2 separate regions of the Sus scrofa genome follow, and region 2 is linked to region 1. Evidence: chromatin contacts called from public HiChIP or PLAC-seq data. All regions are on one chromosome and are shown on one strand. The core of a region is the stretch at or near the end of the contact, and the rest is flanking DNA. Distances in the headings are between cores, read along the strand shown. Region 1 overlaps REV3L (DNA polymerase zeta catalytic subunit). Region 2 overlaps LOC102167874.

Region 1 (2,825 bases), core at 134-2,633:
AAGAGCTAGATAAGGAAAAAAACAAACAAAAATATTAGAACAGGAGAAAAAAAGAGAATGGCAGCCATAAATTAGACTGAACAGCTCATCTTTTACCTCTAAGTGTTTAGATTTGTGACTCAACTATTCTTAAAAATATGGCTATGCTTTTAACAAATGCCCATCAAAAATACAGAAGATTGGTGACTATTCATTTCACTAGGCTGTTTTGGAGATTCAACTTTGAAATAAGAATATGTATATGAAAGTTAGCTAATGATTATCTTTAACCTAATTATTGTTATCATAGGATGGTTGTTTCACCTCATACATTTATTCAACCAAATAGTTCTGAACCATGTCTACTAAGTGACCCAATGTCATACGAAGTGCTAGGGATATAATTATGGACAAGACAAACATGTTCTTTTTACTCATAGAATGTACATGCTGGTGGGATAAGCACATAAAAATTAACAAACAAAACATTAAAATAACTGCAAACTGCAGTAAGCACTAAAGGAAACAAAGAATGGGCCAAGATACAGAATAATAATAAAAATGAAAACCTATTTTAAGAAGAGAAATGAGAGAAAACTTCTCTGAAGATATGAAAGATGTGAAGGATTGGGGAAGGGTAGAGCACTCAAAGAAAGGAAACTGCACGTACAAGGGTAGGAAAGAGCTCAGTACATGAGAGGAATTGAAAAAAGACCAGTGCTTTTGGATGGAACACAGTGAACAAAGCTACAGAGGTAGGCAGGGATTAGATCACATAGGCTATGGTTAGAAGCTTAAGTTTTATTTTATAAACAATATGAAGTCACTCAAGGATTTTAAATACTTTAAACAGGACCCAATTTACATTTTAAGAAGAGTACTTGTGCAGCTCTGGAGAGAGACATGAACAGAAGAAAATCCAATTAAAACGATAAAGTGGTGGTCCAGGTGAAAAACTGGATTAAGGTGGAAGAAGCAGACAGATTCAATATGGATTTCATAAAGATATATCCAACTCATATGTTCCAGTATGAACTTCAAATCTTTCCTGCCGGCCTGCTCCACCTGCATGGACTAAATATTCTGGAGTCATCCTTGACTCCTCTCTAAAACCTCATCCAGTAAAGATAGCAATCTTGGTGATCCTACACTCAGAACAGATCTAGGAGCTGACTACTTCTCACCACTTCCTGCTACTGTCCTCATTCAAGCCACCTTATTTTCTCACTCAAATTAATGAAACAGAGTCTTAATGTTCTCCCTTCTTGTACTATTTTTTTTTTTTTTTTTTTTTTTTTTGGCCACACTTGTGACAGGTGGAAATTCTCAGGCTAGAGATTGGATCCAGCCATAGCAGGCGACCCAAGCTGCTGCAGAAATGACACCAGATCCGTAAGCAGCTATGCCACAAAGGAACTCCTCCCTGCTACTAATCTTATGCTCCCATGATTTATTCTTCTCATAGTTGCTCAAGTGACCCTTTCAAGTTTCAGTTACATCATGGCTGCTCAAAAGCAGGCAATAGTTCAGAGTAAAAGCTAAAGTCCTTAGAATAGCTTACTGTAGTGGTTTTCAAACTTGAGTATGTGTCAGAATCGACAGAAAGGCTTATTAAAACACAAACTTCTGGGCCCCACCACTAGAGTCATCAGGTCTGGGGTGGGATGAAAGAATATATTTAACTAAGTTCTCAAGTGTGTTAAGTCTGAGTCCTTCAAGAAGTAAATGTCAAAATGTGCAAGAAATTTATTAGTGGAAACTCCTTGGAGAGAATATAAGGAGGAATCTGGGAGTGGCTGGGACAACTACCAGACTTAGATACAGGTCTGATCCAAGTGGGGAGAGAGGGACAGAGAGAAGATCGGTGGAAGTGTCTTCTAGTACAGTATGATTCTAATGAAAGTTCAGAAAGGCTGTCCAAGAGCCCTCAATGTCTCCCAGAAACAGGTCTGCCTTAGCATCTTTGCCATGTTTATTAGTCACTGACTGGGAGTAGCCTATGGAAAGCAGCTTCAGCTTATATGGGATGATAGATGGATAGATTTTAGTGAGGTAGCTGGGGCCATTGTTCAATTATGCTCCTTGTTATTTGGAGATCTGAGAGGTGCATTCTCATGGCTGTCAAACTACGTAAAACTGACTTTGGTGATCCACTGGCCAATAAGATCTCTATCCTCTCACTTCTCTCCAACCTCATTTTGTCCACTCTCCTTCCCCTCCATTCCAGTCATCTGGCCTCCATTTTGTTCCCATTTCCTCACCTTCAAGTCTTAGCTCAAACATCAAATTTACCTTGTCAATGACAAACTGCCACCACTCCACTTCCCCACCCCATGCTACAGATCCTTCTTATCCTGTTTTATATATTTTGTTCTACGGCACTTATTTATCACAATAAATAAATAAAATTATCTCATGTTATAACCTCCATGGGGACAGGGATCTTAGTTTTGTTCACCAATCCCAAGAACCTAGAATAGTGCCTGGCACATAAAAGGTTCTCAATAAATATCTGACCAATGAATTACATGAATTTCTACAGTTCTAAGAAGCAGAGAAGTGGAAAAAGTTAAAACCAAAATCCCTGTTACCCATCTATCTTTTGTTGCAAAAAAATTTTTAAATAGTAAGAAATTCACCCCAGTGCCCTTAGATTAGAAGTAAAAGAAAAATGAACAAAGTATATTTGGTTATGTTTTCTCTTAACTAGGAGAGCAGCATAAATACAGATAACACAGAATTTTAAAAGATGTTATTATATACTTACATTCCTGATACTAATGACACTTTGAACACGTGCTGAGCAGTGGAAGATGGTTTGCCTAAAGCCACATTAAGTGCTCTGT
Region 2 (2,825 bases), core at 188-2,687, 130 kb after region 1:
TACCATAGCCACAGCAATGTGGTATCCAATCTGCTTCTGTGACCTACACCACAGCTCGTGGCAATGCTGGATCCTTAACCCACTGAGTGAGGCCAGTGATCAAACCCGCATTCTCCTGGATACTAGGTGGTTTCGTTTTGGCTGTGCCACAATGGGAAATCTCCTCATTCTATTTTAATTACCTGCTCCCTTGTCTGTGTCTATTGTCCTGGAAGTTCTTTAAGGCTAAGGACTCAGTCTTGGTCTCTAGCACTTACCTCAGTGCCTGGTGTGTTCCAGAACTCATAAAATATTTGTTGAAAATAGAAGAAAGGAAAGAAAAAGACAAAGAGGGAGAAGATAAAATGAGGAAGCTGAAATATATTATCTATCTAGCTTCTTACAGCGAAGACTCTGCAATTCCTTGTTCTTAAATTCCCTCTTTAATGTCAACCTCAATTTTTACAAATTCAAATTTTCTCTGGTAAGAAGTTTCAAGTGGTTACACCAAATTAGAAGAACTATAAATATATATTCATACATGTGATACAATTTTAGGACTCAGATTTAGAGTTCATTTAATGAGCCCAAACTTTATTTTATATATGAGGAAACTGAGGCACAAAGAGATTAAGTTGTCTGCCCAAACCCACCTGGTTAGCGGGAAGACCAAATTTCAGACACTGCCTTGCTCCTTTCGGGCTGCACCCCATGGGCCTGCAAGCCTAGTAACTGCCCAGCCTGAAGCTGAAGAAAGAGCTGGGAGCAACAGAAGCATCGACGGTTTATTGGCTAGCTGGATCTTCCACAAAGGGTCCTGGATCACACCCAACCGTGTGGGCAGGACATAGCTACACTCTTCACTACCTGTGGGAGAAGGAGGCTGCCATTTATAGAGGGAATCTACGTCCAGGAGCTCATCAGTTACCAGGGCTAATTAAGCTCTGTAATTAAGAAGATTGGATAGTCATGTGGATGAAGCAGGGCCAGGTCGAGCAGGGGATGTAGAGAGAGCGAGAGAACAGCCATCTTGAACAGCCCAACTATAGAGCCCCCAGACCAGGATAGCTGGTCTCTAGTCTTCCTTTCTGAAAGAGCTGCTACAAACATGGCTACAAATAGAAGTGACAGATGTTTCCCCTTTTATGTGTTGGTTATATCAATCCACACATTTCTGGCTGTAAATGAAACTTTAAGAAACACCCTTCTCTGTTCCTAGACAAACTAATGAAAATCGGTTCTCTTTTCTTCCAGAAATGTCAGAGGTATTACCATCGTTCATCAGGTGACTCCTGTTAAGTTGTTTGCTAAACAGAGTTGCAGTCATTTGACCTGCTTTCAGCCAGGCTGGGTATCAAGGCTCAACATTCGGATGTTAAGCCATAGGGTAGTGCTGCCATGAGACCAGCTTCTTGGCGAGAAGCCCTGAGGTGCAGATGTAAGGTGACCGAGTGCAGGCTTGAGGCCAGGGCCCAGTGCTCAGTGCCAGAAACCTGAGCCAAACATTGGAACTAATTCCCAGGGAGCTGAATTGGTGTCAATTAAAATTTTAGATGAAAAGATCTTTTGTTTACTCTGAAGAACCACTTCATTTTATAAGCTCATAGGAAAACTAGATGTTTTGCCATTATACTTGGAATGTTTTCCAGAGGCCAAACCTTTAAAAATGAAAAGGAAGAAAGAGGAGGAGGAGAAGAAAAAGACAGTTTTAGATGACTTAAGAAATCAAGAAAATATTTCTTTTTTTTTTTTTGGTCTTTTTACCTTTTCTAGGGCCGCTCCCGTGGCATATGGAGGTTCCCAGACTCGGGGTCAAATCGGAGCTGTAGCCACTGGCCTGCACCAGAGCCACGACAATGTGGGATCCAAGCTGAGTCTGTGACCTACACCACAGCTCACAGCAACGCCGGATCCCTAACCTACTGAGCAAGGCCAGGGACTGAACCCACAACCTCATGGTTCCTAGTCGGATTCGTTAACCACTGTGCCATGACGGGAACTCCAAGAAAACATTTCTTGAAAGCAACATCTTTCATAGATATGCTAACTGGGAACCTTTATTTTTGTGTCTTGAAATATTCTGTGAAAATTGTCAGGTGGTACTGGAGTGAAAGTGGTAGTGATCAAGGTGAAGGCAATGAACCAAACTCTAGACCAATACAGATTTGAATTCACCACCACTTCCTAGCAGCTGACTTGTGTGCTATACTTAAGCACAGAGACTGTGTTACATATTGGGGTTTTCAACCTGACTGTGGTAGAATCATCTGCATGCTTTAAAAAAAAAACCTTCAGAGTTCCTGTTGTGGCACAGTGGAAGCGAATCCGACTAGGAACCATGAAGTTGCAGGTTTAATCCCTGACCTCGCTCAGTGGGTTAAGGATCTGGCGTTGCCGTGAGCTGTGGTATAGGTCACAGACTTGGCTCGGATCCCACGTTGCTGTGGCTGTGGTGTAGGGTGGCAGTTACAGCTCTGATTTGACTCCTAGCCTGGGAACCTCCATATGCCTTGGGTGTGGCCCTAAAAAGACAAAAAATAAATAAAAATTTAAAAAATAAAAATTAAAAAAAAGTCCCTGCCTGGGCCCCAACCCAGACCAATTAAATCAGACTCTCTGGGGTGGGACTCAGGCACAAACAGTTTTGGAATGCTCCTTGGTGACTCTAATGTTACAGACAAATGGCATAGTGATCATAGCTTTGATGCTGGAGTCAGTTGCTTGGGCTCAAACTCCACATATGCCCTTTCATGGAAATTGACCTTGGGCAATTAACCTGATTGAGCCTCAGTGTTCTCATCTGTACAAATGGGGTAGTACAAGTTAAGTGTACGGTTGAGGATTAA

What was found. HiChIP or PLAC-seq counts read pairs in DNA pulled down with a chosen protein or histone mark.
Region 2: an H3K27ac HiChIP or PLAC-seq map of skeletal muscle shows a contact between it and region 1. The contact joins two enhancer-like sites. A contact is called at or near these places in 1 of 47 Hi-C or Micro-C datasets (epiblast stem cells) and 1 of 2 datasets of contacts at active chromatin or transcription factors (skeletal muscle).

What each region holds. Positions count from the first base shown.
Region 1 is chr1:77,331,983-77,334,807 of Sscrofa11.1, forward strand. It overlaps REV3L (DNA polymerase zeta catalytic subunit), which reads right to left. Exons shown (of 33, transcript XM_021091241.1): 3 at 2,747-2,825. Among named protein-coding and RNA genes, the nearest start is that of REV3L, 67 kb to the right of the region's middle. Within about 2 kb of position 1,384, at least 5 of the 83 cell types and tissues checked have an H3K27ac peak or open chromatin away from gene starts, as enhancers often do. A contact at or near this core is called in skeletal muscle, where this site is marked.
Region 2 is chr1:77,458,989-77,461,813 of Sscrofa11.1, forward strand. The region is part of intron 3 of LOC102167874; the gene reads left to right. Among named protein-coding and RNA genes, the nearest start is that of REV3L, 60 kb to the left of the region's middle. Within about 2 kb of position 1,438, at least 12 of the 83 cell types and tissues checked have an H3K27ac peak or open chromatin away from gene starts, as enhancers often do. A contact at or near this core is called in skeletal muscle, where this site is marked.